2 separate regions of the Sus scrofa genome follow, and region 2 is linked to region 1. The links are chromatin contacts, called in public HiChIP or PLAC-seq maps. All regions are on one chromosome and are shown on one strand. Each heading gives the region's core, a stretch centred on a gene start, on an enhancer-like site or on the middle of the called end of the contact. The rest is flanking DNA. Distances are from core to core; before and after follow the strand shown. Region 1 overlaps LDLRAD4 (low-density lipoprotein receptor class A domain-containing protein 4). Region 2 overlaps CEP192 (centrosomal protein of 192 kDa).

What was found. HiChIP or PLAC-seq counts read pairs in DNA pulled down with a chosen protein or histone mark.
Region 2: a contact with region 1 is called in an H3K27ac HiChIP or PLAC-seq map of skeletal muscle, with 3 times the contacts expected there. The contact joins two enhancer-like sites. A contact is called at or near these places in 1 of 47 Hi-C or Micro-C datasets (embryonic fibroblasts) and 1 of 2 datasets of contacts at active chromatin or transcription factors (skeletal muscle).

Annotation. Positions count from the first base shown.
Region 1 is chr6:96,409,795-96,415,870 of Sscrofa11.1, reverse strand. The region is part of intron 5 of LDLRAD4 (low-density lipoprotein receptor class A domain-containing protein 4); the gene reads left to right. Among named protein-coding and RNA genes, the nearest start is that of FAM210A, 49 kb to the right of the region's middle. Within about 2 kb of position 3,405, at least 1 of the 83 cell types and tissues checked has an H3K27ac peak or open chromatin away from gene starts, as enhancers often do. A contact at or near this core is called in skeletal muscle, where this site is marked.
Region 2 is chr6:96,703,370-96,709,445 of Sscrofa11.1, reverse strand. It overlaps CEP192 (centrosomal protein of 192 kDa), which reads left to right. Exons shown (of 54, transcript XM_021096019.1): 9 at 2,655-2,825. Among named protein-coding and RNA genes, the nearest start is that of CEP192, 27 kb to the left of the region's middle. Within about 2 kb of position 2,230, at least 62 of the 83 cell types and tissues checked have an H3K27ac peak or open chromatin away from gene starts, as enhancers often do. A contact at or near this core is called in skeletal muscle, where this site is marked.

The DNA of each region.
Region 1 (6,076 bases), core at 2,156-4,655:
CAGACCCAGGGAGCACGGTGGGTGTGGCCCAGTAGGCTTCCTGTCCCTGCACTGCCTGCTTCTCCCCTCATCTCACCCAGGGCGAGCCGCTGCTCACTCACTGCTCCAACTAGGGCCTCTGGCCACTGGAGGTGTGTTTGGCTGTCGCTGCTCGAGGAGGGGGCCGCAGGGACACTCTAAAGCCCACCAGGGCCCAGGGCAGCCCCCCAGATGACGGAGGCCTCCCCATCAGCAGAGACCCTGATGGTCCCGCAGACCATTGGGCAAGTGGGGGTGGCGGCTGATGCTGTGATGCTTGTGGGTCTCGTGGCTGGTTGGGAGGTGTGGCCAGAGTGGAGACTGCTGCTGGTCCTGCCCCATCAGGGGCTCTTGGTCTGAGCTCTGCCTTTCCTTTGTCCACTTGGTCATTCAGTGCCCGTGGGCCAGCACTGACCAGTCCAGAAGGAGATGCTGCAGAGCCCCAGCCTTGAGTCAGTGGCACCCACCTGGCTCCTGCTGTTTCACAATCTTGGGGGCAGCCAGGGGGGTCTCCAGAGGGTCTTCTGTGTGTGGGGAGGGTGCACCAGGTACTGTAACTGTGCGAAGGGTGTGATGGGCATGACGATTGGCCTGGGGCAGCTGCGAGCACCTCCCTTCCTGGGGGCCGTGTGCAGGCTGTGCCTGGGAGGGAAGCCATGAGCTCGGAGCTGCTCGGGTGTTGAGGTCTGAGTGCTTCTGTGTTTGTCGTCAGAGCTCCAAGGGCCTCTCCTTTTGCTCAGGAGCCACTGCGTCCTCTGGTGCGCAGCTTATAGGTGTGGGGCGCCACCTGCTGGCCTCACTGTGGGTGCACGTCCAAGGCTCAGCCTGTGCAGAGCTGGGACCCCTCAGCTGGTGGCCTTTTGGCCCATTTGTTCTAGAACTGAGTGAGGTCTCATGGCCGTGTTGCTAAGAAGTGTGTTTAGTTTAAGCTGGTGTGAGAAGGGCTGGGTATCTAGTTCATCAGCTTTCAGGGGTTTGGTGTTAACACTTGGTTAAGTTTATTTTTACTTCTCTCTTGGGGAAGCCTTGAGAATCAGGGCAGAAACAGAAAGGAACATGTTGGGCTTTGTGTCTGAGGAGGACACTCTGATTTGGTTGAGGAAACCTGAGCCCTGGGGTGAGCCAGGGGCTTCCCTTTGTCCAGGAGGGCTTCCAGGAACTTGGAACCACCCCAGAGCTTCTCAGGGAGCATCCTCTGGAAACAGGGGTTGGACCAGCGGCTTCCTTGGGCCAAGCCTCCCTGATTCGGAAGGTGTGCTTTGTGCAAAGCCCTTCCTCACGTGGCCCCTGGCGCCTCTACCCACGCCCGTGGGAGGCCACAGACCTGTGCAGCTTGTCCCTGGCCATGGGAGGACAGAGGGAGACCGTGGTGGCCGAGGCCCCTCAGCTTGTGGCACCACAGCGTCCCTGAGACACTGTGCCAGGGAGCAGGGGCACAGGGTGGTCTGGCCCTGAATTCGGTGCAAGCAGCCATTTCTGGATGAAAATGGAGAGTGAGCTGACTTCCATGAAGTTATAAGCAAAGCAGGTGCTTACGTAGCAGCGGCTGCAGTTGTGTTGGGTTTGCGACAAAAGCCGGATGTGTTCTTGCTGAGTTGGCCTTGCCTTAGTGCTTGGAGCCTGGTTTATGTGATTCAGGAGTTTTGAGACTTGTCTCGATTTCATTATCTTGGACCGCTAAGTAATGGGAAAACAGTAGAAGGGCCTCAGTCTTCCAGACACATCTCTGGCTGGCCCTGAAAGATGTTTGCACCTGTCGCTGGAGCCTCTCCAGAGCTAGGAGAGGCCTTTCTGAAGCCTACCCTGTAGCCCAGCCCTCAGGGCCAGCCAGCCTGCCTGGATGAGGTGGAGGTAGCTGGCCACCGACTAGGAACAGCGGAGGGACAGGAACATTTTCTTCGCTTCGAACCACGTGAATTCTGCTTGTGCAGCCATTTTGACCTGTAAAACCAGCAATTTCAATTAACAAAATAACTAAAGGAGTTGTGTCGGGCATGTCTTCATTACCAGCTGCTGCAGGGATTAAATCAACTATGAAGTACGGTGCATGGCCTCCCTGGAGCCAAAGCAGCTCCAGGCCGGCAGTTGGGGCCCCAGCCTCACCAGCCCTGCCAGCTCTGTGGTCCCCCCACAGGCTGCCTTGACAAAAGTTGCTCCGTCTTGTAAGAACGGGGAAATTTCACGTAAAAGTGGAAATTTACACCTTTCCTTGAAAAGCGAGCATATCGGCCACACTGGCTTGTACTCCTGCTTTACTCCCCAGGCTGGGGCCGACCTCTGGCTGGGGTCCCACCCCTGCATGGGGCCTCAGCTGCAGGCAGCTTTGCCTGGTGATTGCTTTTAGAGAAAACAATTTCTTCTGCCCTCATGTCTCCACTGTAAAGCTGAAAACAAAGATGGATGAAGAGGGCCATTGGCTCCCAGAAAAATGAGAGGACTTCCTTGTGGAAGTAAGATCATTCTCACTAGATGGGCTGTTCAGCCAGGTGAGTCTGGGCAGGATAGCTGCCCAGGCCCGTGCTTGGGGCAGGGCCACAGTCTGTGGGCTCCTCTCCATCCCTGGATGCCTCGAGAAGCCACTCCGGCTACACTGCAGGTATGGCCAGGTCCAGGGAAGGGCAGGCCCACAGCCCATTCTGGCCCCTGTGCCTCAGCCTTAGCTCATCCCTGCCTACGTCAGCCTGCATTAGGAAAGCATTTCTAAAATGATAGATGTGAACCATTTTCAGTGCAAAAAACGAGCGCCTGATGGTGAAGTGTAGCGGGCGAGGCTCTGACCGCTGGCTGGCCAGGGCACAGGCTCCCCACGCTGGATTCCTGCCACCCCGTTTCAGGCACTGGATCCTACCGTCTGCCTCCTGTTTGTCTCTGCAGGAACATGCCTTTTGCAGACCAGCTATTTAAAAGGTTCCTCCTTGAAGCATTAGGAGATTAAACAATTTTAAGAGCTTCAAATGAGAATGTCTCCTTCAAGTAAGAGAAAGGAGGCCAAGTTGCTGGCAGAAATTGGATAAGGACACTGGGCCATGGGTATAACACAGTGAGTCCCCAAGACGTGTCTTTAAAGCAAGCGAGTAACTCAGATCATCTTTATGCTGGTGAGCTTGTTCCGAACGGTTCTAACGTTACCTTCAGAGCTTACAGGTTATTATTAGTAACATTTTCAAGAGGCTTTTTAAAGAACTTCTCAATGATGGCAAGTCTTCCTTTTTCTTACCTGTTCTCTGAGGATGGATTTGATTTTTGGTACCAGCCAAACTTTGTTTAGAGTCTTCAGATGTTGCTGATGAAGTTCATGATATCGTTTTGGTGTACAGCCCAGGGCGACAATGAGTAAGGCTGGTGTTAGCTGAGCTGCAAGCTGGCCCTGTAGAGAAAGGTCGAAAGGACACAGGGAGTGGCGGTGGACAGAGGGAGGGCCTGGCCTGTGTTAAGACTCCTGCGAGGAGACGTGTCTGTGTGGTGCTTTTACAGTGAGAACACACCCTCTGCTCACGTAGGCTGATGCTCGAGACTGTCCCAGACTGTTCTGAGCATCTGTAGCCTACGGCCTCCCAAGGGAGTGCATTTGAACATGGTCTGTATTGTGACAAACAGGCTATCCTCAGAGTTTTAACTAAAATTGATAAAAATTTTTATGAACCAGTTTTAGCAGCCTTCTAAATAGGCATTATCATTAATAATCTAAGTTTGTTTCGTCTCTTTTTACTTTGTTCCTAAAAATTGGTGTGGTTTGTTCTGGGGGAAAAAAATCCTCTAATTCTAATTCCGAGTGGCCCTTGTTGGGGAGGCTCCCAGGGCTGTCAGAGACACCAAGGGAGGTGGCCGGGGCCTGGCTTTGTCCCCCCACCAGCTCTGTGGCCGCAGGGAAGCACTCGCTCTGTGCCTCTCACATGCGACAGGAGGCTCACGCGTGTGGGTCCCCCTGGCGCCCACGCTTGCTGCTCACTCTCCCAGCCGAGCCCAGGAGGCACTGCACACTCCTTTGCTGCCTGCTTCCTAGTGGCCTCACTGATCTGTTCGGTGTTCTGCACATGGAAGGGTTCGCTTTCTTCTCTTCCCAGCAGAGCTTCCTTCGAGATTTGTCTTTCTCTCAAGGGCCGAGCCCTGGGTGGAGTGGAGTTGGGAGGGAGAGGTAGCTGGAGAGTCTGGTTCAGGGAGGACACTGACGTCATGAGGAGCTGCCCTCACACCTGAGCAGTTACTGCCGTCCTCGGGCACAGTGGTGGGAGAGGCAGCAGCCCTGAAGCCTTGGCTGCTGGAGAGGCTGCCCGGGGAAAGGAAGAACAGAGAAAACTGATTTTATCAGAAGGCAAAGGTGTTGCTGCAGATGCAATCATTTTTGCCGATGCTTTGAAAGTCTCACCCTAGGACAGGGAGAAAAACAGATTTTCAAATATTTAAGGCCATGTGATATGTTCATTCACTGGGAAGGGGGAACCTTTGAGTAGAAGCCAAAATATTCAGCAGGGGCCTTGCTTTGCACAAACTGTGTCACCACAAAGGGATTTACACATACTGCTGTCTGAGGTCACATCACAGCAGCTCAAGGCCACTTGCCCTCACAGACCCACACCTGGGTGGATGTTAGGGGTTGTCTGTCTGGTAATACGAAGTTGTCACCACCTTTGTTCTGGGAAAAACCAGAGAGTGAAGAGGGGGCCTGCTCACACACAGGACGTGGGGCCCACTTCCTTCTCCCCATAGCTGGATGCCCTTCTAAGTGTCCTGGGGCTGGAGGGATAGCCTGGTGCATCCTGCTCCGTTCCAGTGTCTCCAGTAACCTTACTAGGAACAGGTACACCAGACCTGGCTTGAGAACGAGGCCAGTAAGAAAGCAAACTGGAGTGCGCTGAGCAGCCAGAGGGGGCAGGCCAACTTGCTTGTGTCCCAGCAGCTTCGCTGAGGTGACAGAGGGTGGGGTGGCCCAGAACCTTCAGCCTGTGGCGGATGAAGATGAGGATGAACTGGGTGGCCGTGAAGTGACAGTGGACAGTCCCCACAGGAGACAGCTGGGACAGAGGGAGTGCATTCGGGTGAAGGTACAGGCAAGGTCTTGTTCCCATGGCACCACGATCTTACTTCATGGCTTGCCTGAGTGTAATGAAAGGTGACTGTGTGGGTGTGAGCACCTGTACCCTTGAGACAGGAGATGGTTCCTGAAGGAGCAGACAGGGAAAACTCCTCCTATCTGCAGATGAAGAAATGGGCTCTCAGCTCAAGGTTCCAGCCCAGGGGACAAGGTGGCATGTGTCGTTCTCATGAGGGGCCGTGGGCACTGGGCACAGGTGCTGAGAGGCCCTGCGGGGATCCTGGCAGCAGAGGGGAGGCCAGGGTGGTGCTGCGGGATGAGGTCTGTGGCGGGATCCACAAGGGGCCATGTGAGCCTGGAGGGAGAGTGTGGCCCCTGAGGCATCCCCCCCACTGCCCACCAGGAGCAGGCCAAGGGGCCAGAGGGGTGGGGGGACCAGGAGGGGTGCCACCAGCAGGAGGGGCTCCAGACTGCCAGAGGCCAAGAAGCATGTGGGGATCTGGGAACAGGGAGGCAGATGAGAATTTGCTGAAATACGAGTATGTGGAAGGCTTGGGGGCCTCGGCTGGGCACTTTTCCAGTTTTGCTCATTTCTAGGGAAATAAGTCATTGAAGATGGTCATTCCATTTTGAGAAAATGTGCCACCCCCTCCGGGGGCCTCCCTGCCCAGTTCACCTGGCCGCCACACTGTGCACTGAGCGTCTACCTGCTGTTGCGGTTGCAGGGGTGGAACACTGAAGGATGTTCTGTGTAGCTCTCAATGAGAGTGACTGTGCCCCTGGATGCAGAGGAGCAGGCCCGAGGCTCAGACACTTGTCCCTCTGTCATTGTTACAGAGTTGTTTGTATACTCAGGCAGGCAATTAGCCCAAACTTGCTCTGAACGCAGCTGCCCTGTGGTTAACCCAGGGGGACACACCTGCTTGCAGTGAGGGGTGCCCTGCTGGATGTGGCCCACATGGTCTCAGGGGAGATGGCGTTTGCCTCTGAGACCTGGGGCTGTTCACACCACAGGAGGCCATGAAG
Region 2 (6,076 bases), core at 981-3,480, 290 kb before region 1:
GGTCTTTGAGATTTCCAATCATAGAGGCACCTGGGATAGGATGGTAGAATGAGTTGACACAGACTCTTCAATTCAGTGAATATTGGGCATCTTGTATAAGATACTGAGTCAAATAATCAGAGATATGTAAAAGGAGGTAGTTTGTATACATTCACTCTGATGGAAGAAGGCATTTACAGAATTTACAAGGGGGTAATGAGGATTCAGCTTCATAGTAAAGGTTGAGCAGTACAGTAGGCATTACATTGATTTATTGGAGCCAGCAGGGTTTGGAAGGGATGTGACATCTCACGGAGAAAGGTAGAGTCCAGGGAGATGGTCCAAACCCAGAACAGGATGGGGTGTGTTCAGGCAGGAGGATGTGAGTATTAGTCTCATGAAAGAATAAGATTCATCTGGGGAGCAAGTGAGATTTACATTGTAGAAGGTGTCTGTGGTTGACATGTTACCACTCAAAACAGTTGGTAAAGGGGAGTTATGGGAGACACCTGCCTTTTCCTCCCTGGATAGGTGTTACTTCTAACTCCCTGGGAGGTACCTGTGGCCATGGGGCTGCTTCAAGCTCTACTTGAATGTGGAGATGGGAATTCACTGGGAGTTCTTCGTCTTCAGCTGGCAAGTGAAGTTGGATATGTTAGTTGAGTACTTCCTTCTATAGGCCAATATTGTAGATGCCTTATGCAACTTAACTGGTTTAATCCTCAACCAAACCTTGAGGACACCTGCAGCTTAAAGCTGCGTGAGGCTGCACAGCATAGGCAGTGAGAACACTGAGATTTGAGCAGATTTAGGCAGTCTGGTGTCAAGAGTCTAGGTTCTTGTCCCACAGATACTTTGGGATCATGGTCGGGTTGCTGGGTGTTTCGGGGAGAGCTCTGGTCACTTGATCTTTATGAAGGATGGTAAGCTGCAACAGGGTGGAGCATGGACACATTCCAGCAGTTCACCACCAGCATGTGGCCATGGTGTAGGTAGAGGGCTGCTCGTTATACAAAAATAGCATCCTTTCAGCTCTAGCGCTAAACATTTGGATTATTTTTCAAGATTCAGAAAATCTTGGCAGTGCTTCTTTGCCTGCCTGCTTGTGTCTCTCACAAGCATCCTATTTTAATAAATCTATTTCTGGCCTATCAAAAATATTTGAGATTTTCTCCACTTAATCTTTGTTCATTGAGTGTGGACAGAGGTAGAAGAGGGGGGTAGTTAAATGTCAAGGCTGGAAGATTTCAAGAAGAGATGTCAAGAGAACTGCGGAGATGTCACTGACTCTGACATTTGTGGAAGTAGTGTTTGGGGCCAAGCCAGCCAGAAAACATGGAATGAGTGGTGTAAGATGTGAGAGGAGTTGATTAAGGGTAGGAAAGACAGAATGATTTTTGTGAGATGAAACAATTAAGGAAGGGTAGGTGTTTTGCTTCGTTTTTAAGATGGAGAGATGCAGCATTTCCAAAGGCAGAGAGAGAGCAAAACAGTGACGATGGCCTGCAGGAATGGTAATTGGGCAATATTTTGGAGGAGATAGAAAGTCATGTGATTAACATGTCTTTCCCCACCAGGCTAAAATTAGGAATAGGGACTGTTAAAGTCAACTTTTTCCCCCCATTCTCTCCCAAATGTGCAGCGTCAATATTCATAACCGGTTGAATGAAGTTTAGGAGTTTACTTTGGAAAAGAGGGACTGTGTGGAAGAAATTCTGAGATAAAGCGAAGTGGTTTGAGTAAAGCTGAGCAGCAGTAAGGTTTCAGTTAGGGCTTCGTGCTGAGCAGGTGTTGGTGATGAGATTCGTGGCTAAGGAGGACGGGAAAACGTAGGAAGGTAATTAGGGATGGATGGTCTCACCCCTTTCCACCCAGACCAACCTTACTGCGCTGTAACAACGACTCGGTGTAGCGCGGACCCGGGGATGACTTAAAACCGTAGCTGCAACCGTGTAAACGTGCGGCAGATGACCGCACATTTCACGTCCGTTCCTGTAGGGACAGAGTGCCGACACTTCCGAGGTCGGGGTGTGTCAGGTGACTTGTCCACCCGAAATACTGTAGTACACACAAGGTGAGAGACCGCGCCCGGGTGTCCCGGGTAAGGGAGGGCGGTCTTCTCCAGTGGGCGTGGCTCTCAGGGCGGTGCCTTCAGGCTGGAGTAAGACTTCAAGCTTCAAATCCGGGCGCGCACCCTCGTCCAATCAGCGCGCTCGTCACTTTGCGCTGTCCAATCCAAAGCCCGCTTGGTGTCCCCGCCCCTCGCCTCGTGCCGCGAACCGACGTAAACCCGAGGGGCGCGCGGTACGGCCTAACCCGGCGGCCGCAGTGGGGGACGGGCGCACGCGCACTTTCGATGCTCTCGGACACCGGACGCCCCCTCCTCCGCGAACTTTGAACTTGCTCGGCCTTTGCTTCCCGCTACGCGGGCTCGGTGGAGGGGCGGCGGCGACTTGTGCTGATGTGAGGGCCGGGCCTCCGGACTCGGGTCTCGTTTCTGTTGCCCGGTCCCGGGTCTCCCCTCCCTCATACGCCCCCCCGCTCGCGGGCCCGGCGGGCGGGGGTCACGCGCTGCTGACCGGCGGGTCCCGCTGCGGCCCCGCGGATCGTTTCTTGGAAAAACGGGAAAAGAGACAGTGTTTGACGTCACTCTGCTTTTTTTCTCCCGACTGCAGACTTTGTTTGCTGAAGCATGAGGTCCCCTTCGAGGCGGTCGCCTGGAGGACAGCTGTTTTCATGACAGTGTTTTCACTCGCTGTTACCATTTTGAGGTCGTTCGACTGGAGTTTTTACTGCCCCAAAATAAACTCTTTCTCCGGATTTCAAGTTTTAGGGCAAAGATTACGGTAAGCTTTGAAAACTGCTATACCAAATGCCTACCTAGTTGTAAAGAGTGCCCTAGGATTTTGGGGAGGTTTGACTTTGCCTTTGTTCTGCAGCATATGCTTTTGAATGTGTTCACTTATAAACGTAGGCTTCCAGTCGACTACAGCAAATGATATTTTATATATCCACGCCCGAAATTAAAGTAATTAAATGAGTACACTCAAGCATGAAAATTGAGGTTGCTGCTTTAAGCAAAAATCAAGAGAAATCCCAAACATGGTTACTTAGTTCAGACATAGTCAAGGGAAGTATAACATTGTGTTGTGTTAATACTTAAGGTGATTGAGGAGGGCTGGTAATGCAATAGGGACGAGTTAGGGGATTTTCCTTTCTAGGAAAGCTCTAGGAATGTGGGGCAACATGGATGGCTTAGAGCGAGCGTAATTCTTTCTGGGAAAGAGAGACTGGGTATTAGATTGCATCTTGAGGAATCTTCCACTGGATTGTGTTACTGTTTGCATGCTCAGCAAAGCTCTACTGGAGCACTTTAGGTGTGTCGTAAGTGATAGGGGTTGTCAGCTTCCTTAGGGGAGCTGCCATGTATGTTGCTTCATGCAGAGGGTCTTTCATAGTTTGTGTTTGATAATGATTGTTGCACGAATGATCTTTGCTTAATATCTGATTTTCTTGGATTTGAATCCTAAAGAGGGATGGTAACCCTTAAAGAGATTGGTGTATATTTGGACAGGGTGTATGTATTTGTAAATGAATGAGTGACTTAGTAAGCACAAGACTAGATGCAGGAGGCTAGTTGGAAGATTTGTGCAGTAGTTTAAGGAGTGACATACAGGCAAGGCCTCTGCTCTTAGGGAGCAGTCTTTTTAGTGGAAGAAGACAGACCAACATGGACAGTGATAAATGCTGGAAGAAATTAAAATGATCGTGGCAAACCGTGGGGCCACTTTGACTTCCTGATAGGGGGTCACCTCGCTTAGAAGGTGACGTTTACCTTGAGGTGAATGTTGGGAAGGAGCCAGCTGTGCAGGTATTTACAAGCGTATTCCAGGCCCCAAGGTAGGGATGGGTTTGGCTCTTGCAGGAATGGAAAAACTAGTGTGTGGTGAGTGAGGCTGGGTGGGCGGGAGAGGAGGTGCCTCACTGAAGTTGTCAGGAAGGTACGGTTCCAGATTCACATGTAATGGCCCCTTTGCCAGTGGAGAAGGAATTGTAGGGTAAGACTGGAAGCGTGGAGGCTGGTTAGGAGGCTTTTCAGTAGGGCAGGGTAGTTGTAGCAGAGACAGATGTGGAATGATTCAGGGTGTGTTTTCAATGTAGACATGCCTTGCCCTCAGGAATGGGCTCCACTAGATGTGTTTTATTTGGCAACGATGATTTCACTGAATTTAAATAGGTTCACATGCATCTGTAGCTTCACTTGGTCTTAGTGTCTGTCAGTGTGTTTGCGTAAAGGCACTGAGTTTGAGATCTCTTCATTTAAGGCGAGGGCTGCATGATGGAGCTGAGGTCCAAGTTCTGGGCATTCCCAGCAAGTAAGGTGAGGATGGAGGGAGGGGAGAAAGGCTGACTTTCTCAGGAGACAGGAAGCCAGGGGAGAGTTCTCAGCTAAGGAGTGATGGCCTTTGACTTGTCCGGCAGGATCACTGGAGTGTAAGGGGTGAGGGGGTGTCTTGGGAGGAGGAGGAGGAGAGGCAGGGAGGCTTCTTGGAAGTAGCAAGAAACCACATGGCTGTTGGGAGTTGCTGAGGGGTTGCATGTAGGGTGTGTGTGTGGTTTTTGGTCTGAGCACCTGGTGAATGGGGTCGTCATGGCTCCATGGGAACGACTGAAGAGCAAGCTTTTTTGCAGGGGTTCCAAGGAGATGGAATCAAGACTGACGTTAGGGGTGCTTGTTAGAAATCCAAGTGACAATGTCAGGTGGGTAGGGCAGGGCAAAGGCCCCAGGCTGAAGATGGACCTGTCCTGTGGCTTTGGCATCTGGAAGCTGAGGGCAGTCATGCAGAGACGGTGGGCAGGTGGGAGAGACCCAGGAGCATCCCAGGAGCCGTCACTGGCCGGGGTTGCAGGAGAGCAGGAGGCACCCTCCAAGGACCAAGACGCAGTGGGTGAAGCCCCGAGCCCAACAGCTATGAGTCAGAAACCAGGTGAAGGAAGTTTCTGAGAAGAAGGAGTGAGAATTCAGTTGTGTTGGGTCAGAGGGGGAGGTCTGAAAATTGACCTGGGGTTATGGGGCTGTGTAGCAGGGAGGGCAGTGGTGATGTTGACAGATGTTTGGTGGGGTGGTGGCACAAAGCCAGCCTGGAGTGGAGCTGGGTGGGCAGAGCTGATTCCTCCTGGAGGTCTGTGTGGGAAGGCAGCGCAGATGGGGCAGCAGTAGCTGCAGGGGTGGCAGGGTCTGAGCTGGAGGAGGGCTTCCTTAAAGGTGGGAGAATGAGCAGTGTTGAGGGAAAGACCGCAGAGCTGGGGTGCTGGCAGGAGGGGGCAGTGCTGGAATCCTTAACCCACTGAGCAAGGCTAGGGATTGAAACCCACATCCTCATGGATTCTCACTTGGGTTCGTTACCCCGAGCCACAATGGGAACTCCTTACTCGTCCTGTTTTGTTTTGTTTTGTTTTTTGTTTTTTATCTTTTTAGGGCCACACTCAAGGCATATTGAAGTTCCCAGGCTAGGGGTTGAATCGGAGCTGTAGCCACCAGTCTACATCATAGCGACAGCAACACCAGATCCAAGCTGTGTCTGTGACCTACGCCACAGCTCACGGCAACACCAGATCCTTAACCCACTGAGCAAGGCTAGGGATCGAACTCGAAACCTCATGGTTACTAGCTGGATTTGTTTCCACTGAGCCACTGCAGGAACTTCTCCATATTCATCCTTAATCTCTGAAATCAGGGGCTAGATTTTGCTAGTTCTGTTTTTTCTACTCCATGTTAGAATGTGCACTCGACTGACGTACTTTTAGGTAATGTTCTGAAATAATTTGGATGTGCCGTTAGTGTTGTGCCATTAGTGATAAGTTCAGTCCGAGAGTAAATTAAGCTGTGTTGTATTTCATTATTATGTTAATTATAAGGTAGTTTGATGTTTATGTTCTCAGCTATAAAGTAGAAGTGTAGTCAGAATTACTTTACCTTACAATGCTTGCTGATATTACGCCTTCTTAGTGCTGTTTCAAGAAAATAGGATTTTTTTCCCTAAGATTTATCTGTTTTCTAAGGTTTATGAGACTTGTACTCTTGATCATTTGAAGA